Regions from separate parts of the Anser cygnoides genome. Here region 1 is linked to region 2. Evidence: chromatin contacts called from public Hi-C data. All regions are on one chromosome and are shown on one strand. The core of a region is the stretch at or near the end of the contact, and the rest is flanking DNA. Distances in the headings are between cores, read along the strand shown.

Evidence for each region. A called contact is a pair of places that touch in the nucleus more often than the background predicts.
Region 1: a contact with region 2 is called in a Hi-C map of liver, with 6 times the contacts expected there. The contact joins the enhancer-like site here to the promoter of FERMT2 in region 2. A contact is called at or near these places in 2 of 7 Hi-C or Micro-C datasets (both in liver).

Annotation. Positions count from the first base shown.
Region 1 is chr5:63,594,145-63,599,320 of Taihu_goose_T2T_genome, forward strand. It overlaps STYX (serine/threonine/tyrosine interacting protein), which reads right to left. Exons shown (of 11, transcript XM_048066136.2): 2 at 2,608-2,640; 3 at 1,619-1,672; 4 at 419-516. Among named protein-coding and RNA genes, the nearest start is that of STYX, 9.7 kb to the right of the region's middle. Within about 2 kb of position 1,522, at least 1 of the 3 cell types and tissues checked has open chromatin away from gene starts, as enhancers often do. A contact at or near this core is called in liver, where this site is marked.
Region 2 is chr5:63,519,772-63,524,719 of Taihu_goose_T2T_genome, forward strand. FERMT2 (FERM domain containing kindlin 2) reads left to right here and starts at 1,458. Exons shown (of 15, transcript XM_048066133.2): 1 at 1,458-1,737. The coding sequence starts at 1,581.

The sequences.
Region 1 (5,176 bases), core at 272-2,771, 74 kb after region 2:
CAGCACACTGTGCGCTCACATCCTCGCCATCAGTATGTGAATACGGGCCAGCATCCTTTTCTGGGGCTCTCTATGCAGCTTTTTCAGAGGTACACATTTTCTGATCAAGTTACCTCAAGTGTTTTATCGACAGCAGAGACTACTCAGAACTAACAACCTCATAACTCAAGACAGTTACTGGACACGAACAGATACTTTTCATTTGTGGATTTGCTTACGTCTGGAGTTTAGCACGATGAAGAAACTCCACAGCTTGGATTTCAGAGTCTTTGAGAAATGTGATAAGGTGTAGAAATAGTTTTTACAATGTAAAAATAACCAGAAAGAACGCACAAAAAAGATCTCATTACTACAGAGTAATGTGTTTAAAAGTAAGTCTTACTTGTTTACAGTTCTGCACATTATGCTCATTTCTCACCTAAACAGCTGTTGGAAGTTTGGTTTAATAAAGTTTGCTTCAATGTTTTGCCGTATGCATATTACATGGGTGATTCCATGTTTCTGAAGTATAGGTAGCTGCAGAAAAAGAAAAACAGATTTTTAAAAACCGAGTCCATCGATTACACAGTCATTTAAAAGAGAAGCTATACTTAAATACGCAATGAGTTACATCAAGTACCTGAGGAAAATCAGAGCTGGCTTTCTAATGTTCAAAGCACAGTGTGAAAAATTCTCTTTCAAAAAAGCAAAAACACAACCATTAGGATTTGTAAGAAAAAAAGCATTCCAATGATGGAAGTAAGAGGCAAGAAAGGCGTTCAAAAACTTGTTTGATTGTGCCCACCTTTCAGTTCTCCTGAAATTGCAAGTGTGCATATGCTATAGCAATTTCCAGCTAGCATTGCTTCTTGCAGACCACTTCTTGCAGCCAGACCACTGAAGGTAAGAGCAGTTAGACCACAGTGCAAGCTGGCAGATAACAAGCTTTGGTTTTGCTTCTACAATCAAGTCAAGCACTGCTACATACTTTATTTTGCTGTGTAAGTTTCCAATTCTGATCTGTGTTGCAACACTTCAGTAAAGGAAACTGATTGCCTGATCAGCAATGTGCGAGTCTGATTTTTTTAATAACTTCTTAGAAAAATTATTTTAAAGCTTAACTATAAAACTCAATTTTTAATATACAAAACACAGACACACGTTCACCACAATTAACTAACACGTAAGTCACTTCAAACCTGGAGTTTTCTCTGGTTTGCAAGGCATAGGTAAAGCTGGCCAGCAGAAATTAAGAACTTGCACGTGTGTGTACGCATGCATGCACAACTTGAAGCCATGTGAAAAATCAATCAGGGCTCTTTTTCACTTTTTTCAAGATTGTTAAAGAAAAGGCAGTTTTTGCAAGTGCCAACTGCCCCAGCACATGGCTGCAGATTCTCTCTGGAAAGAGGGAGGCATCGATACCAGCCCCTGATTATCCTCCAGGTTTAAGAAACCACCCCATAAAGGCATGATGCACTTCTTCTGCCCAGCAGGAAAGATGTCAGAGGATTGTACAAAATGTTGCAACCAAATTTATACCTACGTGGATACAGACGTACACTTGAACAACACATTGCCACAGTAAAAAAGCAGCACAGCAAAGTTTCCTTACGAGACACTCTTCTGAAAATCATACCTTGCTTTTCATAGCTGAAGAATACGGGCCTAAAAATAACCCGGGTAAAATTTCCTAGGGGGGCAGAAAAACAGACAGTTAATATGAACCCCAAATTATCTGAAATAACACGCTGCATTCGACCCCACAGGAACAAATAACTCACACGTCCGTGAGACGTTATCAAGTGCTGTTTAAAACAGGCCAAGGGAACAAAATAAAAGCCGCACGACCTTTGTGCAGGAGATCTTGTTCTGGAACTGGAATTTCGTCCTTTGTTTAGGCTAAGTTCCAGGTTGACTGATACCTCTCACCCAGCCCCGGATCGAACGTGGGCTTTGAGGGAACTCTGCGTTTGTACATAATTGTGTCTCCAACTTAATTCCTAAGCACTCTCATGGAAAATATACAGGCATATCAGGCCTCTAGCTTTGTCTCAGTGGTAGAAAAAAGCTAATTTTAACCAGTTATCTCCTCCCCAGTAAAGACATGAAGGTCTTGTACAAAGATTTGGCTGACGCGGCAGGAAACTTTTAATTGTCCTGAAGTCCTACCTACATGAGAACAGCTACTCCCAAGGGGATTTAAGTTAAAAAGCAGAGCTCCAATAATGTTTTCAGTAACCATCTCCTAAAAACATTCATTTGGGGGGATTCTGAAGGAGATTATTTTTGTTTTCCTGCACTTGCACAACGGAGACCCAAAACCCACCTTCACACTAAGCCAGCAGCCCTCTCCCCCTGCCACTGAACCCCTTGCTACCTGTAGTCCCCGATGGAACAAGATGCCATCACTGGAACCACGTTAATCATTACGCCAGGGATGTCTGAGAGATATTAAACCTCTGTCCTTCCCCCACCGGAGCAGCACATCTCTCCCAGGGTGCTGCCTGATACTTTACCCTAAGGACTGATTTTAATACCAGCTTTTTTTGTAAGGCTTTTTTCCCCCCCCCCCTATAGAAAGCACTGTGGGTTTTGACTCAAACGGAAAATGAAAGCGCGTCATACCTGCATCTCTCTCCTCATGGGATAGGTCCAATCCTTAAAAATAAAATAAAAATAGTTATATAAGCATGCAGAAGGGAAAACAAATCCAGGCAGAGGCCTATCCGCGCACATTATATAAAAGAATAAAGTCTGTTTTCTGTATGTGTATGAGCTAACTTCTACCTCTCCAGGCGGACACCGGTGACACTCGGGGACAAGGCACATCACTCTTCTGAGAGCGAACGTGCAGAAAAACTCAAGCACCCGACGTCATCAGCGAGGACGCCTGTGCAGGAGAGCCGGCGTGGTGTATATCCACTGCTCGGCTTTCTGCTTTGAAACGTCTCGAGAGAGGGGAGGCAGAAGGAGGGGGGAAGAAAAAAGGGAAAAGCTTCGGGACATTCTGTATTAGCCACAGAGGCAAAAGAGTCCTTTGATTGTTACGTTCCTGCAGCCCTGAACAAGCAGGCAGAAGGAAGGAGGCACAGCAGCAGCTCCGTTAAAACCCAGACCATCTCACTGCCTCTATTCAAAGCAACTTAGCTCTGAATATTCAGGATTTAGCTTTAACAACCCCAGGAAGTCGTGTTCTGCATCACTACAGCACGCCATAAAGAAACAGATTCCCACTTTTCCCCATGCGAGGCCGTTACACCGGGAAGGATCCTCGCACAACATCCACGTGCCGGTGCTGGGCCGCACGAAGGTGATGCCCAGCCGTCCATCGGCAGCCGGCACACGGCCGCCTCCTGCAGGATCCCGACCCACAGGGCTCGCTGCCCCCGCTCGCTCTCACCCCCTCGGTCTCTCCAACCCTTCCGGAGGACGTGGCAGGCCCGGCGTTTTCAGCCCTTGCTCCGTTTGACAGAACAGCCAAAGCTAAACCGAACGAATCCTTCGGCAGAGCCTCCGTGCCTGTCCTCGCTCCCCTACAGCTCCCGCTGGGCTGTCAGCGGGCTCTTTCTCGCTGCCCCGCAGTACGAGGGAGCCGTGTGAGATCCCAGCTACCAGAAAGAAGAGGGGAAGTTTCCGGACGTAGCAAACCTAACAGACCGCTCGCCTGTATTTACGGAACTCGGTCGGTTGCTCCACGCACGCCGGCAGCTAAGGAAAAGCTTCGCCGCGTGCCGCTCCTGTCGACGTCCTGGTCTCCTCGGAGCTACCACGAAGTTCAGCTCCGAGTATCCCACCCCTGCGGCGAGGTCTCGAGGGCATCGAGAAAGCTCCAAGCCCTCAACCCATGGCTTTGCCCACCTCAGCACCCACAGCTGCGCCGGAAGCACCGATTTCACAGTCAGCCCCCTTTTTAGAAGGGCACGCAAGAAAAAGTCAGTGCTTCCCCTGGCCACACGCGCAGGGAGGCTTTTGCTAGCTCTTGGTAGGGAATTAGAAAGGATTTTAGTGTCAGGGAAGTCATCCTGGAAGCCACTTGGATTGAATCTGGGGCAGAGTTTCTGAGAAAGCAAACAAACATTAAGCCACTCAAAACAATTCCCTGAATACTACGTAAAATGGTAGTACAAACCGGGACACAAAACCACGCTGAAATGGTCTCTGTTAAAGACAGAGGGCCAGCTACGTTGTTTTTGTGTGTTCCAGCTGTAATAATAAAAGCTCCTGATAGCAGAACGTAGAAACCCCGTAACAAAGGGATGATCTTTAAGGAACTGTATCCTTTGAAGGCTGACCCAAGCAAGTTTTAGCGTAATCCCACTGCCTCACTGCATATACAAAAGCGTAATTTATTCCCCAAAATGCAAGGAAGTCCTGGTTTTGTCCAAGTATAAAAACAACATCATGAGGAATAATGTCTGAAGAGCTTAAGTTACACTCCAGGAGCCCTAAGTGGGCTTACTACTCTATTTATATACTTGGGGAATTTAGGAGTCTTAGTCTGGAGCGTCATGAAAACACAAATTCATCAGTACTTTGGTCAAGGGGACTTAACGTGTTAAAAATATTCCTCTGAAACGCATCTGAGGCAGGAAATTGGGTTAGTCACAAAAGCTGTAAGCTGCGCACAATAAGTAGGCAAGAATTTAGCAGTACGTAGTCCAAAGGAAAACAAAACCCAAAGGGCAACAGATGCCACAGATGTTCAGAACACAAAAACAAGGCACTACTAGCTCCAGACATCTGGGCTTTTTGGAAAACACTGGCGGCTAAAGGTACAGTTTGCAACGGGTTTTAGTCTGCGAAATAAATATCTGAAAGATGCCATCGCAGACTGTATGTTTTTGTTACGCAAGGGCACAAACGAAGAGCGATTCTGCTGATTGCCTGACGTCCCTTACAGGCTTTGAAAATTAACAACGCAAGATTATTCAAACGGCATGCAAAAGGCCATTAAAAGTCTATCAGAGTAGCAAGCAGAGGTCTCATTTTAAGGAGTTCATTCGTTAACCGTGTTCTCCGCGCTGCAGCGCCCCGAAGGCAAACAACAACAACTGGAAGTTTCCCTTTATCAGACCGAAGGGATCTTTGATACTTGGAAGACAAAATAGAGAGAGGGAATGAAAATAAGGTAACATGAAGCTTTACAGAGGAGCCACTCACCTCTGACGGGTCTGCCCAAGCTAGGCTGTGAGGG
Region 2 (4,948 bases), core at 208-2,707:
TTATAGGAAAGCAGAGGAGCAACCCTTGATAAACACCTCCACGAAAACAGCAGAAGGGGGGAAGCTGGGGAGCCCCCATCCTCCCCGCCACGCCGCTTTCGTGCCCACCACCACGACAAAGCCCCGGCTGCCGTTCGTGGCGTGGGACGCGGGAGCGGCACGCGTGGAAATTGAGGGCAGAGGCCGCAGCGAGGGGCTGGGGCCAGCGGGACGGGGCTGCCCAGCGCCCACCGCGGGACGCATCCTGCCCACCGCGGGCCTCGCGTCCCCGCTCCTCCCGCGCCGCCACCTTCTCAGGAAGCCCGGCTGCCGTGGCGGGACGTACGTATCATTGGGTGGAGAGCCACAGGAAGCGGATAATCACTTTTTTTTTTAATTTTTTTTTCTGCATTCGTGCCGGCTCGGGCTCTCCTTCGCCACCCACAGCTCCCATCCCCGAGGCTCGCTGGGGATGGAGGGAGGCAGCGGGGCAGCGGGCACGGCGCGGGCCGAAGGCTGCGACGCCAAGGTAGGGCTCGGCACGGGGCGAGGCGGTTCGGTGCCGGCCGGCTCTGCTGCGGGGCTGGGGGCTTGGAAAAGCGGGGAAACCCCCGGGGTTGGGCTGGCGGTGGGGTGCGCTTGGAGGGGCCTGCTGAGCAGCCGTGCCGTGCCATGCCGAGCTGTGCCATGCCGTGCCGTGCCATGCCGTGCCATGCTGTGCCATGCTGTGCCATGTCGTGCCGTGCCGTGCCATGCCATGCCATGCCGTGCTGTGCCATGCCGTGCCGTGCTGCCATGCCATGCCGTGCCGTGCCATGCCATGCCGTGCCATGCCATGCCGTGTGCCATGCCATGCCGTGCCATGCCATGCCATGCCGTGCCTGTGCCATGCCATGCCATGCCGTGCTGCCATGCCATGCCATGCCATGCCGTGCCATGCCATGCCGTGCCATGCTGTGCCATGCCATGCCATGCCGTGCCATGCCATGCCATGCCATGTGCCGTGCCATGCCATGCCATGCCTGTGCCATGTGCCGTGCCATGCCATGCCATGCCGTGCCATGCCATGCCATGCCATGCCGTGCTGTGCCATGCCATGCCATGCCGTGCCGTGCCATGCCGTGCCATGCCATGCCATGCCATGCCATGCCGTGCCGTGCCATGCCGAGCTGTGCCGTGCCATGCCGGGCCGTGCTGTGCCATGCCGTGATCCACGCCGTGCCGAGCCGATCCGAGCCGATCCGAGCCGTGCCGAGTCCCGGATGTTGGAGCGGGGCCCCCCCCGCGCTCTGTCCTTCGCTTCCATAAAAGGCCAAGGGGCCCGGCAGCGCGGGGCGCGTTTTTCCTTTAATTATTATCCCCCTCCCCCTCCTCCTCCTCCTCCTCCTCCTCCTCCTCCTCCTCCCGCCCCTCTCCCCCTGCCCGCCCCTTCTCCTCCCGGGCGGCCCCGCGGGCAGAGCGGCTCGGGCGCCCCCCCCCTCCCCGTCCCCCCCCCCCTCCTCCCCGCGCCCCCGGCTCCCTCCCAGCCGAGCCGAGCGGAGCCGAGCGGAGCCGTGCCGGGGGCTGAGCGGGGCTGGCTGGCGGCGCAGGAGGCCGGGGCCATGGCGCTGGACGGGATCCGCATGCCGGACGGCTGCTACGCGGACGGGACGTGGGAGCTGAGCGTCCATGTCACCGACCTGGGCCGCGATGTCACCCTGCGGGTCACCGGCGAGATCCACATCGGCGGCGTCATGCTGCGCCTCGTCGAGAAGCTCGGTGAGTGTCGTGTCCGTCCCCCCCCCCCCCCCGGCCGCCGGCCTCGGGCAGGGCTGGGCGCCGGCACACGGCTGCTTGTAGCCAGCACCCTGCCCCAGCGCCCAGCACCCTGCCCCAGCGCCCAGCACCCTGCCCCAGCTCCTAGGACTCAGCCACGGTGCTGTGCTTCGGCACCCAGCACCCTGCCCATACCCAGCACCCTGCCCGTGTCCGGCACCCAGCGCCCTGCTTGTGTCCAGCACCCCGTGCCCCAGCGCCCCAGCACCCTGCCCCAGCGCCCAGCACCCTGCCCCAGCGCCCAGGACTCTGCCACAGTGCTGTGCCCAGCACCCAGTGCCCAGCACCCAGCCTGTGCCCCAGCACCCAGCACCCAGCTCTACAGTGCTGTGCTTCAGCACCCAGTGCCCAGCACCCTGCCTGTACACCCAGCACCCTGCCCCAGCACCCAGCCTACATCCAGCACCCCAATACCCAGCCTATATCCAGCACCCAGCACCCTGCCTATGCCTAGCACCCAGCCTACATCCAGCACCCCTCCTACATCCAGCACCCAGCACCTAGCCTATATCCAATGCCCAGCACCCTGCCTATACCCGGCACCCTGTCTGTGCCCAGTGCCCAGCACCCTGCCTATGTCCAGCACCCGATACCCTGCCCACACCTAGCATCCTGCCCCAGCACCCTGTCCTAGCATCAGCTTAAGCACCCAGCACCCTGTCCCGGCATACCTTGAGCACCCAGCACCCTGCCCCCTGGTTGAGCACCCAGCACCCCCTGTCCCGGCATAGCCTCTGCTTAAGCACCCAGCACCCTGCCCCACGACTCCGCTTGAGCACCCAGCACCCTGTCCCAGCCCTCCGAGTGCCCCGGGGTGCCCCTCTCCCCAGACACCCCTCTGAGCACCACCCAGCCCCCTGGGGCCCCGAGGGGTGCCCGGCAGCACCCACGCTCTGCACCCACTTCGGGCCAGAAGCAGCCGAACCGTTCCGCCCCCGGGGCCGGTGCTTTGAGCTGCTCTGCAAAGGGGACTTTGCGTGGGGCCGGGAGACATCGTCATTTATGGGTGGGTTTTGTGCGAGTGCGCCTTCTCCGGCTGACAAAAAAAGATTTAATTCGGAAAGCCAGCACAGAGCGGAGCTGGGCAGCGCGTTTGCACGGTCAGCACTGGAAGGGCTGGCCCTGCTCCACGCGCGGTGCCGTTTTTGGGCGAGGAAAGCGCCTTTGAGCTGATTTGGGGCTGCCTGGCTTTTGGGGCCAACAAGGGGGGCCGGGAGCCCCGCGGTGTCCGGTGGCCTTGAGCTCGCACCTGGACAAAGAGCCCGTTTGTCTGGGGCATGTGAAAACCGGCATCTGAAGGCGGTGGGGCCGGCCGGCTGCGAGCTTTTGTGCGCTCTCCGTGGGCGCCTTCGCGGCCCGGCGTCCCCAAAAGCCACTTGGTGCTGTCCCCAACCCGCGGTCCGGGGACGGCCTCGTAGCGGCTCCTCTTTGTATCGGCTCCTTATGGCTTGCCTGTGTTTACCCAGCAGCGTTGTTCGGGCTGATTACCGTAATTGCTCAAATAAAATATTAATTTCGAGTTGCCGGCGCATGCCTGTGGCTGTGGGAGTAGCAGCGCTGTCAGCTGCGCCTGCAGGTCCTGCTTACATGCGAAGCGTTTGCGTGGCTTTAAAAACACCATCTTACACCGTGCTCGGGCTCCGATTTATCAATTATCTGTAGCTAAAGGAAGCAAGAGACAGACATAAGTACGCTCGTTTGAAAAGGAAGCAAACCTTCGCATCAAAGGGTCTTGAGCTCGAGACAGCCTTGACTCAGAAAACTCATTTATTTTTGTTATTTTTATGCCGGAGCTGCAGAAAGATCCGCCGAAGCTGGGCTGAGCACACGGGGAAGCACAAAAAAAAAAAAAAAAAAGTCAATGGCTTTCTAGAAATGGTAAAAATCGGCCCCCGGATGGATAAGCGCTGCCCCCCTGGGCTCTGCTGCTCGGGGCTGACGTCGCACTGAGGGGACGCCTGGCGCGCGGGGGCTCGGCGCGTGCGGGGGGACGAAGCCCAGCGAGGGCTTAAATTAGCTCCTGACGCAAGGCGTCCCCCCGCGAAGAGCTCGCCAGGCTCCTCTCCTCCCGTTAAATTAGGCATTGTATTATGGGGAAGGAATGCTGGCCCTCGGCCCCGCGCGGGAGCTGTGCATTCGGCTGTCGTGGTGCTCGGGGCCCGCGGACGCTCAGGCTGCCCCTTCCCTCTCTCCTCGCCTTCCCTGCATGTGGTCGCCTCCCTTCCCTCCTCGTTATTTGCACTGCCGTGCTTTGAAGGCCAGCCGCTTGATCGGGGTCGTTCCCGGGGAGCAGGATGGACGCTGTCCCCTCGCCCTCCTGCGCCCTTTCGCCTCCAGATGCGTTCACCCTGCATCTTTCCCATGTCAGACCCCTCTCCCTGCGCTTTCAACCCATCCCTCGCTCCCCGCTGCTGCTCTTTTATTTTTTTTTAGCGGCTCCCAGCATTGAAAAAGTTGTTTTCCAAAGGTCCTAGTTTTCACCCTTTGAGTTTTAGGGAAACGTCCTAAAAGCGATGTTTCCCGTAGCTCTGGGATCCCCCCCTGGCAGATGGGTGGGGGATCGGTGCCGTGGGCATGGCTTCGCCTGCTCCGTCCTCTTGCCCAGGTTGTGGGGTAGGGCAAGATGATTTGGGGGAGTTTTGCTGAAATTTAGGGCGTCGCTGGGGATCGTGAGCAGATTGGCCCTGCTGTAGGGTGCTGGCAGAAGTGTAGGGTGGTGGCTTTAAGCGTCGGGTGTCAGTGACTCCTGTGCATTCAGTCCTTGCCAGCACAGAGCCTGCAATTTGGGGAGTTTACAATTAAAACCTATCCCTAATGCAGATTGGAAAAACCCCAAGCAGCAGACAGGGATCTGGTTACTCAAGTGAATTGCAGTGACCTGCTCGCTCCCTGTTATTTATCACCCTGCCGGATTAAGCCACTTGGTTAATTGAGATGTACCATGTGTTTCGCAGAGTCGACCTCTGAAAAATAGGCAAAAACTGCTGAGGCTTTAAGAGCAGTAGGATTTAATTGGTCACCTATAAAGGTACGGGGTAAAATCCCGGTTACGGTGTAGGGAGCGTGCTATTAATCCTGTCCGTGCCATTGTAATGTGCAGTGCATCTCAAGCTGGGCCGGATTATTGTTATTATTATTGTTATTATCATCGTTA